Regions from separate parts of the Oryctolagus cuniculus genome. Here region 2 is linked to region 1. A link is a contact called in public Micro-C data. All regions are on one chromosome and are shown on one strand. The core of a region is the stretch at or near the end of the contact, and the rest is flanking DNA. Distances in the headings are between cores, read along the strand shown.

Region 1 (6,833 bases), core at 1,450-3,949:
GACAGGACTCTGGAAAGCTTGTTTCGTGGTTTATTATAAGGGGTATTTTAGGGGACAGAAGTAAACAGTCAGATGCAGAGGCCCGTAAGTCATGGTGCAGAGGGTCCCCAGTGCAGGAGCTCTGTCTGTCTGGAACTGGAGTGCACCACCCTCCCTGCGCATGGATGCATTCTTGTTCACTTCCTGGAAGTCCCCATGTGGTCCCCTACCCACAAGCTCTCTGAACCCCTCAGGTTTTTATGGAGGCTTCTTTACATAGTCATGACTCATTAACCCATTAGCCTCTGATGATCAACTTTCAGCCTTGGCTCTTCTCCTTGGAAGTTGAGGATGGGGCTGAAAGCCCCAACCTTCTAAACTTGGGACCAGCTGCCATCCTGAAGCTACCTAGGGGCTGCAGTCATCTCATTAGCAAAACAGTCACTTAGGTAAGTCCAGTGATTTTGGGATCTGTATCTCTGGAATTAAGAAGGCAGATCAGATACATCTTTTACAGTATCACAGTAGTGAACTTGAGTCGCTGTTTCTTAGGAAACTTCGTTATCATTACTGAGTTGCACTGATAATGCAGCCTTTCTGATAAGGTTGCTGGCGGGAGTGTGTGGAGACCTGCGCCAGCAGCCCCTCACCTGCACATTTCCCGCAGGCAGGCTTTATGTGAGTGGGATTTTGACAGGCAGTAGATGCCCCAGGGTTGATCCTTCCTTCTTTCATAGTCATGCACTGCCACAGTATGGGTTTGGGGGCCCAGAGAAAGCTCAAGTCAGAGCTCCCTTGCAATCAGCCAGCTGGTGCCATGTGGTTTCCAGGATTCCCTGGTCAGACCCAGCAAACTGGTGTTGCTCGTGGAGCACAGAACCAGCCTCCTATCCACTTCCCTCAGAGTCTAGCCTCTCCCTGTGCTCCGATGCCTTTCACAGGTACTCAGGGGAAGGATGGAAGGAGGATCACCATCCTGAGGCCTTCCTCAGGCCTCCAGTCTAGGATGGCAAATCAGTGATGGGCAGTCATGGTCAAGAGTCAGACCCTGGGGCTTGCTACACTGCCTGTACCACAGATTGTAGTGGTGCCAGGCAACCAAGACAACTCTTGCCTCAGTGTCCTGTAAGAAGATGAAATCCTTGTAGTCATTGTAACTCTGGTCTCGTAAGGCTGATAGGGGTTCCCATGGTATCGGTTAGGTTTTTCTGACGTGGCCATCAGTGTAAGCATTCCATAAGTCCTTGCTAGGTGTATGGATCCTCGTTAGAAACATTATGCTCCTTTTCTCGGTTTCACAGTGGTCACTGTAGCAGAGATCTGACCTGGGGTTTGACATTTGAACTCCCCACAGCTATGTTCTACTGCTTCTCTGAAAGCCATCAGCATGGTGCCTGGTGTGTGTTTGAAGCAGGGACTGACTGGAGTTAGGACTTTGCTAATTCATTGAAACAGAAAGTGGCAGTATGAGCACAGTGTACCAGCTCAGCATTGATGAACCCAGACTACACTAGTCTCTGATGTGTTGGCTTGGATATTGTCAGTAATGTGTCACTCAGAGTGTGCTCATGTGGAGTTGTGTTATTGACCCTCAGTTATATTAAAGAAGACATTCTTTTCAATCACTGGGTTGCTTTTGAAAAAATTGTAAGCATTCTCTTCTGGTTGACTAGGGGAGTCACTATCTGTTTTGCTGAATTTTTCCAAATGTAGGTTTATAAGCTTTAGATGGAACTGAAGAGACTTTGTTGAGCTAATCATTGAGTATGGTACACAGCATGCAGTCAGGGTGTCCTTGGGTTCATGTGGCTCAGTCTTACCCTAGAGCACTAACAGTCCAGAAGTAGAACAAAGGGCACTTTTACTCATGTCCCTTTGGTTTCAGTGAAAGAAGAGATTACTTATTTTATCATACCGCTAGAGCATTTTTTTTGTTTTATTTTCTAGTAAAAAGTAACTTTTTCTTTATGGTGAGAATCAGTACAACTTGAAAATACTGTTATGGGCATTGTGAAAACACCTGTGGGAGGGAGTGCCAGCCTTCAGTGTTTGTTCTTGATCTGCTGGTACCCTCAGGAAGGACCACTGCTGTCCACTTTGTAGTTGTTCATCGCAACAACTTGTAGAGTTTCTGCACTTTGCTTGGCTTTTAACCTGGTGGTAGAAATGCAGTTGGCTTGCGGATGCTTGCTCTGTTTGAGGCCTGTGCTGCCCGAGACTTCTCCCTGAGGCTGCGTCTCCGTCTGCGGGCTCCTCGCCTTCCCTTTGCTGTGCTGTTGGCATCAGGCTGGCTCCTTTTGCAAAGGCCGGACTTTGTTCAGGGCTCTGTTTTGTTTTGTTTCGATGATTCCTTTAGAACTCAGTGATAGGGGTGGGAGGAAGTACTTTAAGCAGGAGGTAAAATTAGCTGAATTTAGAGATAGGTAGGGATTTATTGCAGTTTTTGGCAGACTTTGGTTTTCCTTCTAATCTTGAAAAATCTTGGTGTTCAGACTCCTAGCATTCTCTGTGGGGCATTTTAATTGAAATGTTTCATTTCTCTTTTGCATAGAACACTGTTCTAGTAAAACTGAGTTTAAAAGTCAGATAACGGACACTGGCATTCTCCCGTGATCATTGACTTGTTCCTATTTTCCCAGAAGCTTACAGAGAGCCTACATTATGTGCTGTAATCCCCTGGAGAGCTGACAGCAGGTACTGTGATTTCCCCACACACAGGGTCCTGTCTCTGGCTTGTTGCCCCCGGCCGTGGTGTCCGGAAGGCTGTGAAGTACACTAGAGGCCTTCTTCAGAGCTGCTGTCTTTCCCTCTTAAAATAGAAAAACTGTTCAATTGTTTGCTTTAATTATATTTTTAGGAGCATTTCAAAGGATTATTATCTTCTTTGTCATACCTGGCTCATTTCCTGGTACAAAACTCAAAATAGCATCTGATCCCGTTGGTTGCATAACATTGAGTCATAATTTCTTCCTATTGCCGTTGGGAGTAGCCACTGCTCCTTGGATTTTCACTTCCCGTCTCATTCATTTGTGCTCTTATGTAACTGCCATTTTAGTATTTCTTCATGTCCTTGGAGCTGATGATCTGCCTTTGTAAAGGTGTGTCTTATGGGGTGCTCTCTGAAAGTGCTCCCAGATAGAAGGAGTGCAAAATGTAAAAACAAGTAGTATAGACTTTGAGATGATGCATATTTTCTTGGAAAATAAAAAAAAGAGACTGAGACACATATCTTTTAGGGAAAAACTAGGAGTATGTATTCTCTGAGTATTTATAATGGTGTAAAACTATATATTAATTACTTAATATAATATATACTTATTTAAGTATAGTGTAAAACTATACTTAATTATGTAGTGAAGAACAAGAAGGCTACTTAATTCTTTTTTTTTTTTTTTTTTTTTTGACAGGCAGAGTGGACAGTGAGAGAGAGAGAGAGAGAGAGAAAGGTCTTCCTTTGCCGTTGGTTCACCCTCCAATGGCCGCCGCTGCAGCCGGCGCACCGCGCTGATCCTGGCAGGAGCCAGGAGCCAGGTGCTTTTCCTGGTCTCCCATGGGGTGCAGGGCCCAAGCACCTGGGCCATCCTCCACTGCACTCCCTGGCCACAGCAGAGGGCTGGCCTGGAAGAGGGGCAACCGGGACAGAATCCGGCGCCCCAACCGGGACTAGAACCCGGTGTGCCGGCGCCGCAAGGTGGAGGATTAGCCTATTGAGCCACGGCGCCGGCTTGCTACTTAATTCTTTAGTAGGAAAAATTTATAGATAGCTTTCTACAATCCCAATTTATGCTAATTAATGTTTGAAAGTACTCAGTAGTTTAGCTATTATTTTTGTAGGAGGACTCCAAATTTATTTTCATTTTGTATTATATATTTGTTATTTGTTTATTTGAAAGTCACAGGGAGACAGAGAGGGATCTTCCATCTACTATCTCCCCAAATGCTTGCAATAACCAGGGCTGGGCCAGGCCAAGCTAAGAGCTTGGAGCTCAGTCTGGGTCTCCCGTGTGGGTGGCAGGGAGCCAACTACTTGAGCCATCACCTGCTGCCTCTCAGCGTGTGCATGCGCAGGAAGCAGGCATGGAGCAGAGAGCTGGGATGGAAGCCCAGGCACTGTGATATGGGATGTGGGTGTCCGAAGCTGTGTGTTCACCCCTGCGTCAAATGCTTGTCCTGTTAATGTATTTCTTACAGTGTTAAAGACTTTTGCTGTCTTGAGAAACTTAATTTCTCATATTATAAACTGTCAAATTTAAAAAGAATTTCCATTCCAAAAGTATAAAACTATGAGGAGAGTGTTATATCCTCTAACTTCAGAATTAACGTTATGTCCCATTGACCTATATAGAGGACACCTAGAGAGACAGATTGAGCAACAAATATGCCATTTATGGTAACTTTGAAATATTTGCAGAATTAAAAACTTGGACCTAATGGATTAGGAAAACCCAAGCATGAAGCAACTCATTTGAGCCCCTCTTGCCCCAGTCCCTAGGTCAGCCCCTGGGTGCTTTTCCACTGCTCATCTTCCACCGTGGTCAGTGTGAATGCCACACCCCCAGTCAGGTGGTTCCTGACACCTGTCTGCCAAACATGCGCTCCTTCATTTTGTTTTGTTAGCATAAATTTGTTTCTTACAGTACCTCTGATAATGGGGTGGGGCATGTTCATGGATCAGTCTCATTGAAGTACTTTTTAATGCATCAGATGTTTTCCTTAATGACTGTATACTTTGAAAGAGATAATGCTAAGTGTAATGTTTAAGTACAAAATTTGTTAGAGATATGAACTAATAAAAACACAGGCGGAAATCTCATCACTGCCACCCTTTATGGTGCAATGCTGAGAACATTGATCTTGATCTTCCTGCTTTTATTTTGTTGTAATTCAGATTTATACAGCTGGGAATGTTTGTACTTTCACAATTTAAGGTCAATTTATTTCTTCACCCTTTTACTAGTCTACATTTTTAGTGTGTCATTGGATGCAAGAAAAATTTTCTCTTCCATGTATATCACATCAGTGTGTTTCCATTTAGGGAAAAAAAAAATCTAAGGAATGTGAAACCACTTGTTTACTATAAGTTAGACTTTTCTGAAACTGAAACTCAGTCTTATCTAAGTAGTACAGATGTTTTAGGTCTGGGTTTGATTTTATTATTTTTTAAAGGATTTATTTGAAAGTCAGAGTTACACAGCAAGAGGAGAGGCAGAGAGAGAGAGGTCTTCTATCCGCTGGTTCACTCCCCAATTGGCCTCAAAGGCTGGAGCTGCAGCGATCCGAAGCCAGGAGCCAGGAGCTTCTTCTGGGTCTCGTCCAGGGTCCCAAGGACTTGGGCCATCCTCTACTGCTTTCCCAGGCCATAGCAGAGAGCTGGATTGGAAGTGGAGCAGCCGGGTCTCGAACTGGCACCCATGTGGATGCCAGTGCCTCAGGCCAGGGTGTTAATCTGCTGCGCCACAGCGCCGGCCCCTGGGTTTGATTTTAGACACCATCTAAGATCACTTTGCTTACTTTTTTGTCTTGAAGAGTCGATTTTAAAGATGTAAAAAGACCAAACTGTCTTTCCTATCCTTGTAGACAGTGCAACAGAGAACACTCTGTGAATGGATGTGTGGAGGGGTTTTCCCCCACTCATGAGTAAGCAATCCTGCATCAGATTTCTGGTGGACATCAACTGCGTGTCCTGTGATTCAGCTCTTTCTCTCTGGAGATAGCATTGGAGTCCACAGTTTGAGAGCTCAGTCCCACAGACTGCCTGCCACTACAGATGCCAGCCTGCAGTAGTAGCTGTCACCTAGATTTTTGATGGACTTGCTATTGTGGGGTAGAGAGATCTGCTCTACCCCTGTTTAGTTCTTCTGTGGGCTCTTTGACTGCATCTAGAAACCAAATTGAACATGAGGCTGATTAACAAGAGAAAAACACATGTTTTCAAAAATTTATTTCTGTGAAGGGAACAGATCTCATGTATTTCATATATACATTTTTAAGAACGTAATGATACCACACTCTCTGCTCCTTTCTTAATTTTAATTTTTGTATGATATACTTTGAATTTACTTTATAATTACAAGCTTAACCTCCACTGAGTAAAGAATTTAACAGCTAGAAAGACCACTGTTCCTCAGGTGTTTAAACAAGGGTCATAAACATTAATCAGATCTCAAGATGTCAGTTTCACTCATATACACTTTATTTTTTTGACAGGCAGAGTGGACAGTGAGAGAGAGATAGAGACAGAGAGAGAGAGAGAGAGGTCTTCCTTTTCCGTTGGTTCACCCCCCCCAATGGCCACTGTGGCTGGTGGGCTGCGGTCGGTGCACCACACTGATCCGAAGCCAGGAGCCAGGTGCTTCTCCTGGTCTCCCATGGGGTGCAGGGCCCAAGCACTTGGGCCATCCTCCACTGCACTCCCGGGCCACAGCAGAGAGCTGGACTAGAAGAGGAGCAACTGGGACAGAATCCGGCACCCCGACCGGGACTAGAACCTGGGGTGGTGGCGCCGCAGGTGGAGGATTAGCCTATTGAGCCGTAGCGCCGGCTATATACACTTTTTTTTTTTTTTGTACTCTGTGTATTAATTACCACAAGTCAGAAAACATACAATATTTGTCTTTTTTGTGACTGGCTTATTTCACTAAGCATAATAGTCTCCCCTTGCATCCAATTTGTGGTGAAAGATAGGATTTCATCTTTTTATGGCTGAATAGTATTCCACTGTGTGTGTGTGTGTGTGTGTGTGTGTGTATTTATCACATTTCTTATCCAGTTGACAGTTGAAACCTTCTGGGTTGATTCCATATCTTAGCTATTGTGAATTGAGCTGCTATAAACATGGGGTACAGATAACTCTT
Region 2 (6,833 bases), core at 3,129-5,628, 140 kb before region 1:
ACCTCTTTCTGGTCTTTCCCTGGGCCTTTTGGAAAAGCTTTGAAATACATTCACACCATCAGCTGCTTTTGTCTGGGGAAATCATGCAGTTCGTGTGGAGATCTCATTTCTTTCTTAGCTTGAGCGAAAGCTGCTTAATAGGAAACATTCCGGCTTCCTATGCATTGAAGCCATCGCTTCCACAAGCACTGTTTTTTGACCATCTTCTATTACTCAGATTTCTCCCGAAAAATCTCGCTTCCTGGAGAATAAGGCCAAGCATGCTAATGGAACCAGGGGCCAGAAGCTGGAAGACAGAACAGAAGTGTTTAAAGTCACACCCTCCAGGTAGTGGCTGGGATAGGTGAGTGACAGGAGAGAAGAGGAACCTGGAAGTCTGGTAGGATAAACGCATCGTCCAACACAGTATTGAGGATTTGAATGACTGGAGAAAGGCCAAAGGGAAAAGTAAGTGAACCAAGTCAATCAGGAGAAAGACATGCAAAAGAATAAGGCCAAGAAAAGCAGAATGCAAACAAAAGGTGATGAGGGCTGCAGAGGCGAGACAAAGCGGCAGAAACACTCGAAAGAGGAGCAAGCCCAGGGCTGCAGGAGACGATCGCCATTCCAGGAAGCTTCTGCCTGAACATTAGTGACTCATGAGGTCGAAGCCAAGACACCTGTGTGTGGGAGACGAGTCCCAGGCCATCACTGCCACACGAGCTCATCTCGCAAAGCCTCGCTGTGGAAGCAGAATGAAGCAGAACAAAACTGCGACCTACGGACTTAGAAACTGCGGGAACTTCTAGAAGCTTAACAAAAGGAGGCAAAGTGGTCAATAACCATCACTTAGCGCAAAGAAAACGGTCCCAGCACACAGAGCTGGAATGCTGGTCCGAGGGCCCCGCCGAGACCGGCGGTCCCCAAAGGATTCCCAGACCTCTCTGTGAAGAAATGCAGAATCTCAGTACCCAGAAGAGTTGAGGTGCACGCTGCCCGGTTTGGGCTGCCAGTTCTGAAGCTGGCCTTTCAGTTCTGCACCCTTTCCTTTCCACGGACTCTGCTGAGCTCCTCCTTCAGTGTCCAATGGGGTAGGCCCTCGGTCTTCTTTTACTTACTGATTTTACTTATTTGAAATGTAGACAAACAAACAGCAATCTCTCATGCCCTGACTCACTCCCCAAATGCCCTTGAGTGCCAGGCTTGGGCCAGGCCAAAGCTGGGAACTCAGTTCAAGTCTCCCACATGGGTGGCAGGGACCCAGCTACATCAGCCATCACCATTGCCCCCCAGGGTGCGCCTGAGCAGGAAGCTGCAAACCTCAGCAGACCCGGGACTCAGACCTGGGCACCGTCATGGGAAACAGGTATCCACAGAAGAGACTTAACTGCCGGGCCAAACGCTAGCCCTGAGTCTCATGTTTTAATGAACTACACACCAACGCTGAAAATCAGGATTTTCACCAATAGAACAATTCAGATGTTCACTTCCTTTTTTGCAAAACTGGAGGTGAGGGCCCCTAGAACTGTATTCCAGCCTTGCCACATTGGACAAATGCCGTGAGGGGTGGCATCTATTATCGCTCTCTGTGCTACAGTCCCTATGCAGCTAAACTCCTGAGCTTGCATTAGGTATCCCAGTTTACAGCTGCCACTGCCTAGCAAGGCCCAGAGTACAAACCTCTGGATATATACGGCCTCTGCAATCATAGGGCTCTGGCCACAGGCTTAGTCACGTTTGCTTCACCAGAAAGTGTGTTGGCAGGGTAATAAAACAGAGCTGAATGCAGTTGGTTTTCTTGTGCTGGGTGTTCTGGCTGCCTCCACCCCACCCCCAGCACTGAGAGGGACAGGCACGGAGAATAGAAACGCGTTGACCTCACACCTCATAGAGAACCTTCCTCCTCCGCGCCTCCCCCCACCCTCCTCCTGAACCTCTGATCTTGGTCGCAGCCCTACCTGACCACACACTCACATGGCTGCTTTCCTTGAAGCCTCCCCATCCTGGTTCACTTGTTTCAAAGCCTTTAGGTTTTATGCTCCATTTACTCAGTTTGATCTGCAAACAGTCGCCTGCCCCGTGGGTTTTCCAGGATACACTCTTAGTATCGATCCGACACAACAGCACTGTGGTCCTGGGGACAGATGCGTCCTCATCTTGTTCAGCGGTCTCCCAATCACCAGGGGGAGCTAAAGAGTTATTTTCTAAGCTGGTAACACAGTTCTGCATGACCCTTCCTCAGAATCTCAAGTCAGCGGGTAACAGAAAAGGAACCGCACATTTGATAACGGGGGCAATCCAAAATACTCCAAGGAGCTGGGCGAGCAGCAGGTACCAGAATTCAGGATGAAGACCAAGTGTCCAGGTTCGGAGACTTCTTCCACCACCACTGCCTGGAGGGGTTGCAGGCACACTACCTGCCTATCTTGAAGATCAAACTGCCCCCTCTCAAGACAGTAGCCGCTTTGGAGCCCCAGGAAAGCATCCAAAAGGCAGAACGTGGAGAACCTGTGGGGGCCGGGCAGCTGTGCATTCTTAGGAACCCGCTGCATTTCTGACCTTGAAAAGGCAACTGTTTTGTCGACAGGCCCTTGATTGCATCTACGAGAGGTTTTGTTTTTTTTTTTTTTTCTTCAGAGCTATAAATAGCCCTGGCTTAGGGAAAAAAAGGAAACTACCAGTAAACACGAGAAAAGTGGAAATTCTAAACCCACATCAGGGTTGGTTTTCATCAAGATAGCCCACTCTCTGCGATCACCGTGTCGCTGAGCGGCTGTCCCTGACAGCACCCAAGGAGCTGTGTCGGGAAGACGTCAAATCATGTATGGCACAGCCCCAGCTCCCGGGTTGCGGCTGGGGACGCCGAGCTCGGAACCGCAGCGCGGTGCGGCGACGACAGGGCAAACGTCCAAGCGACGGGGGCCACAGGCATTGGAAACGTCACGCCAGGTGCCCACGAGGTGTGCGGTGTTAGCGCGCCGGACGGCCCGGGCTTTCGGCCGCCGGTCTGCACGCCCCTCTGTGTCTCCAAACGCAGGGGAAGAAAACGGAGCCGCGGGACGCTCAGCCCAGCCTGCACGCAGCCCGAGCGACAGGGGCGGGCCGCCCCACCCGCCACATGCCCTGTTTGGACGAGCGTGCGCGCCATAGCCAGGAACATGGCTCCCTCGGCCCAGGCCGGCACGCCCCTCCACCCGAGACCCCGACACGCGCACGGGGCTGTGCTTGCTGCGCACCTCCCCAACCTCACACGCAATGATTTCACAACTCGCGGCTGGGAGCGCTCCCCCGCATTTATTTACGTCTCCCCAGGGAAACCCCAGAATTTGAGGGAGAAGGCGACCGCATCCGACTAGGGGCAGAAATGACACCAAAGGGCTACCGGCCCCTGATCGCCAGAAGCGACCCTGCGCGGTCGGCTCAAGCTCCAGCGCCCAACGCCAATGGGCGTCCCAGTGCGGCCAGTTCCCCCCGGAGAAAGCCGCGGCCGCCTCTCCGCGTGGCCCGGGGACTGAGGGGGGCCCCCACGACCCTCGTCCCCCAGTTGCGTGACGCAACAACTTCACAGCAGACCTCATCGTGCAAGGGGAGGTGTTGGCGCGTGCAGCGTAGCCTGCGTGCCCGGGGCCGTCTCCAGGACGCGCGGGGTATTTGAGTCTCTGCTTCTCCCGGAGCAGCTCTGCCCCGCCGCCGCCCCAACCCCTTCCCCGCCGCGGCACCCCCGAGGGCCCGCAGCTTCCCGGCCGCCACCCGCCGCCTTTCCGGCCTCCCGCCAGCTCCACCGCGCAAGGGTCGCTCCTCTCCGCAGTGTTGCGGGAAGGCAAGGCCGAGGTCGCTGCCACGCCTCGCCCGGTGCTCGGTCGGCAACAGGTAGCCCGGCCGGCGCCGCCGCCGCCGCCGCTGGGGGAGACAAAAAGCGCATCTGCGAGCAACGAGGGTCGCGGGGAGCCCGGAGCCACCACGGCAAGGCCAGGCCCGGGGGTCCCGGGCTCCTCCTCCCCAGGCTCCTCCGCGCCGCGCTGGCTGCGCCGGCCGTTGCGCAACCCGGAGCGGGGCGCAGGGCGCAGGGCGCGGGTCCTGGCGGACGCCGGCTCGGGCGGCGGCGGTGTCCGAGGCCGGGGAGGGACGCGCACTGGTGGCGGCGCCGCGGCGGAGTGCAGAGGGGGCGGGGCCGCGGAGAGCCCGCCCCCCCGGCCCGCCCCTGCCGGCCGCGGCCATTGGCGGCGGGCCGGGGGCGGGTGCGGGCGCGGCGATTGGGGCTGCGGCCGCCCGTCACGGCGGGGCTGGCGGGCGGCGACGTAGCGCGGCGCTCGGAACTGACCTACTAACACACATCTCTCGGCGCGGCCACGGCGCCCGCGGACCCGGCGCGCCCGCCCGCCTCCCGCGCCGCGCCCTCTCCGCCGCCGCCCGCCGCCCGCCGCGGCCCCGGAGGCCCGGCCCGGAGCCGCGAGCCCCGGCGCCGCCAGCCCGGCTCCCGATCTCCCCTTTCTTTCTCCTCGCCGCCCCGGTGCGCCGGCCCGGGAGCAGGAACACGGTAAGCGCTCCGCCCACCGCCGGCCGGGGGGCCCCGCGCCCGCTCCCCGCCCGCTCCCGGGGCGCGCGGCCGGGCTGGCGCGGGGCGTGGGGGTGCGGGCCGAAGGGTGCGCGGGGCTCGCCGGCGGCGGCGAGCGTGCGCGGGCCGCTCGTTACATAAACTTTTGCTGCCTCGGTCGGGATGGGACTCCCGCCCGAAGGTGGCTGCTTTGATTGCAGCGCGCTGGCGCCGCCGGCACGTAGTCCTGCCTGGGGTGCGCTCTCTGCCGCGGTTGCATAACGTCTCCCGATTTCGGGAAAATTGCTGTTTTGGTGGGGAAGCGGCGCCGGGGTGGTTGCGCCCCCCCCCCCCCCGCCCTGCGAGCGGGAAGGTGCGCCCTGGTCTCCGGCGCCTGGCCCCTCCGCGGGGCCGGGGGCGGAGAGGACAGGGCTGAGGAACGGGGAGCAGTCTGGCTCTGCGTGTTGGGGACGCGCGCTGGGAGCGCGAGCGGTGACGGCATCCGGAGAATGCCTGTGTCAGGCGCTGTGTGTGCCCAGACGTCTCCCAGCCCGTGTGTCGTCAGCGTGTTTTACAAGCCCTCGGGAAGGTTGTGGGATTTGTCCTCGCGTGCGTTGCGTAATCTGCCCACGGCGCAGCGCCGGCAGGGTGGTGGGGAGCTGCGCGCGTGTGCGTGTGCCGCGGTGTGGTCGCGGTCGCGCGGCGCTGAGCCCCGGGGCGCTGTTTACATCCACGCGAGGTGTCCCCCACGGCCCTGCGGAACGTCGGAGGCAGCTGGGGCTTGGATTCGGGGCTCGGGGTCCCCCCCCCCCGAGAGATTCCGAGCCGTTGTTTTGAAATCTGGGGCGAATGCATTGTGACGTCTGCCTCCCCCTACCCACCCCCCTGATCCAAAGAAATGCGCTGCCTCTTAGTAGCCCCCGTTCGCCCGGGGTCGCCGCGGCTGTTTCCGACGCGACAAGACAGCGCACATAATAGTTTCCTGGAAATGTTGCATTATGTAACTGCCGGATTTGCTGGCATCGAGCGTAGAAAGAGGGAGCTAATTACGCGATTTTATAATCTCGCTACAAAGAAACTAGGGCAATCTCAGCCTGGAAAAATGTCACTGTAACAGTTCTTTTTTTTTTTTTTTTTTCCCTCAAGGATATTTTCAACAGGAAAGTCGACAGCCCTATAAGCGCCGAGTCTGCGCAGCAGGCGGCCGAATGCGTGTCTTTTTTGCCCTAAATGAAATGTGCGTTCTTCTAAATTTAGCGCCATCGCGTTTGAACAATTGCGGCCTCGCGGAGCTATTCCTGGTGTTTTCTCCGGGGCTGCGTGCACATCCAAGTTCAAGGCCGCCTGCTGTAGTTTCACGGCGCACGCCCTCGGAGACCTTTGATAAGGCTGTATTTTTAGGAAGGCATTTCGCTGCGCCTCCCTCTAGCTGGAGGACACTTGGGGAGCCGCCGGCCCCCGGCCCCGGCGTTCGTAAATACCACCAGCTAAGGAGGTCAGAAGTGTGTGTTTCCCGTCGTGTGCTCGCCCCCCCGGCCGGATGTGATTTATGGGGAACAGATATAGGTTAGTGGATTGTGTTTCTGTCCGGATACCCTAGTTTCACTTGGGCGCTGAGCACGCAGAGCGCCCTGGAGTCCCCACCTAGTGCCATTGCGAGTGCCTCTATGCATGTGCCAGTGTGTCCATGAGCAGGTTTACACACACGCACACCCACTGAACATTTAAATAATTAAAGCGCGTGGTTATTTGTAAGGGGTAGTGGGGCCTTATTATAGCGATTCGCAGCCGGAACACGTTACGTTGTCCCAATCACAACTGCGGTGGCTCTCGGAGAAGCTGGCGGCTCGCTTTAGTCCTCTCGCCCACCCCCCACGCCCACCTCCCCACGCCCACCCCCCAGCCTCCAGCCCGGGTGAGAGCCCTGGCCTCTAGGGGCCGCGTGGCGCCACCTTCCGACCGCGTCCTCGCGTGGCGCGTCCCGGCGCCCCTCCCTCCGCCCCGCGGGGGTCTTCGGGCAGCCGAGGCTACCGACGCCGGCCCCGCGGGGCTCCCCTGGTGCGGGTGAGCGGGCGGGGACGGCGGCTCGAGACCGGGAAGCGTCTCTGGGCGGCGGCCGAACGGGGACCGCTCGGTGGCCGGCGCGCCTCCCCGCCCCCTCCCCACATTCCTTTGTTCTGGCGCGGGGGGTCCTCACGGCGCCGAGGCCCCGCTGCGCCGCCCACCCGGCGGGAGGCGGGTCTCGGGGAGGCGCGGCGTGCCGGTGTGCTCGCGGGTAGCCCAGGCCGCGGGCGCGGGGGCGCGGAGGGGCCGCCCGGGC

The links. Hi-C and Micro-C count contacts between places; a contact is called where the count stands out from the background.
Region 2: a contact with region 1 is called in a Micro-C map of ear pinna, with 4 times the contacts expected there. The contact joins the promoter of NFIL3 here to the enhancer-like site in region 1. A contact is called at or near these places in 2 of 6 Hi-C or Micro-C datasets (ear pinna and skin fibroblasts).

What each region holds. Positions count from the first base shown.
Region 1 is chr1:139,681,012-139,687,844 of mOryCun1.1, reverse strand. The region is part of intron 4 of AUH (AU RNA binding methylglutaconyl-CoA hydratase); the gene reads left to right. Among named protein-coding and RNA genes, the nearest start is that of AUH, 71 kb to the left of the region's middle. Within about 2 kb of position 2,699, at least 2 of the 8 cell types and tissues checked have an H3K27ac peak or open chromatin away from gene starts, as enhancers often do. A contact at or near this core is called in ear pinna, where this site is marked.
Region 2 is chr1:139,817,982-139,824,814 of mOryCun1.1, reverse strand. NFIL3 (nuclear factor, interleukin 3 regulated) reads left to right here and starts at 4,378. Exons shown (of 2, transcript XM_051847329.2): 1 at 4,378-4,516.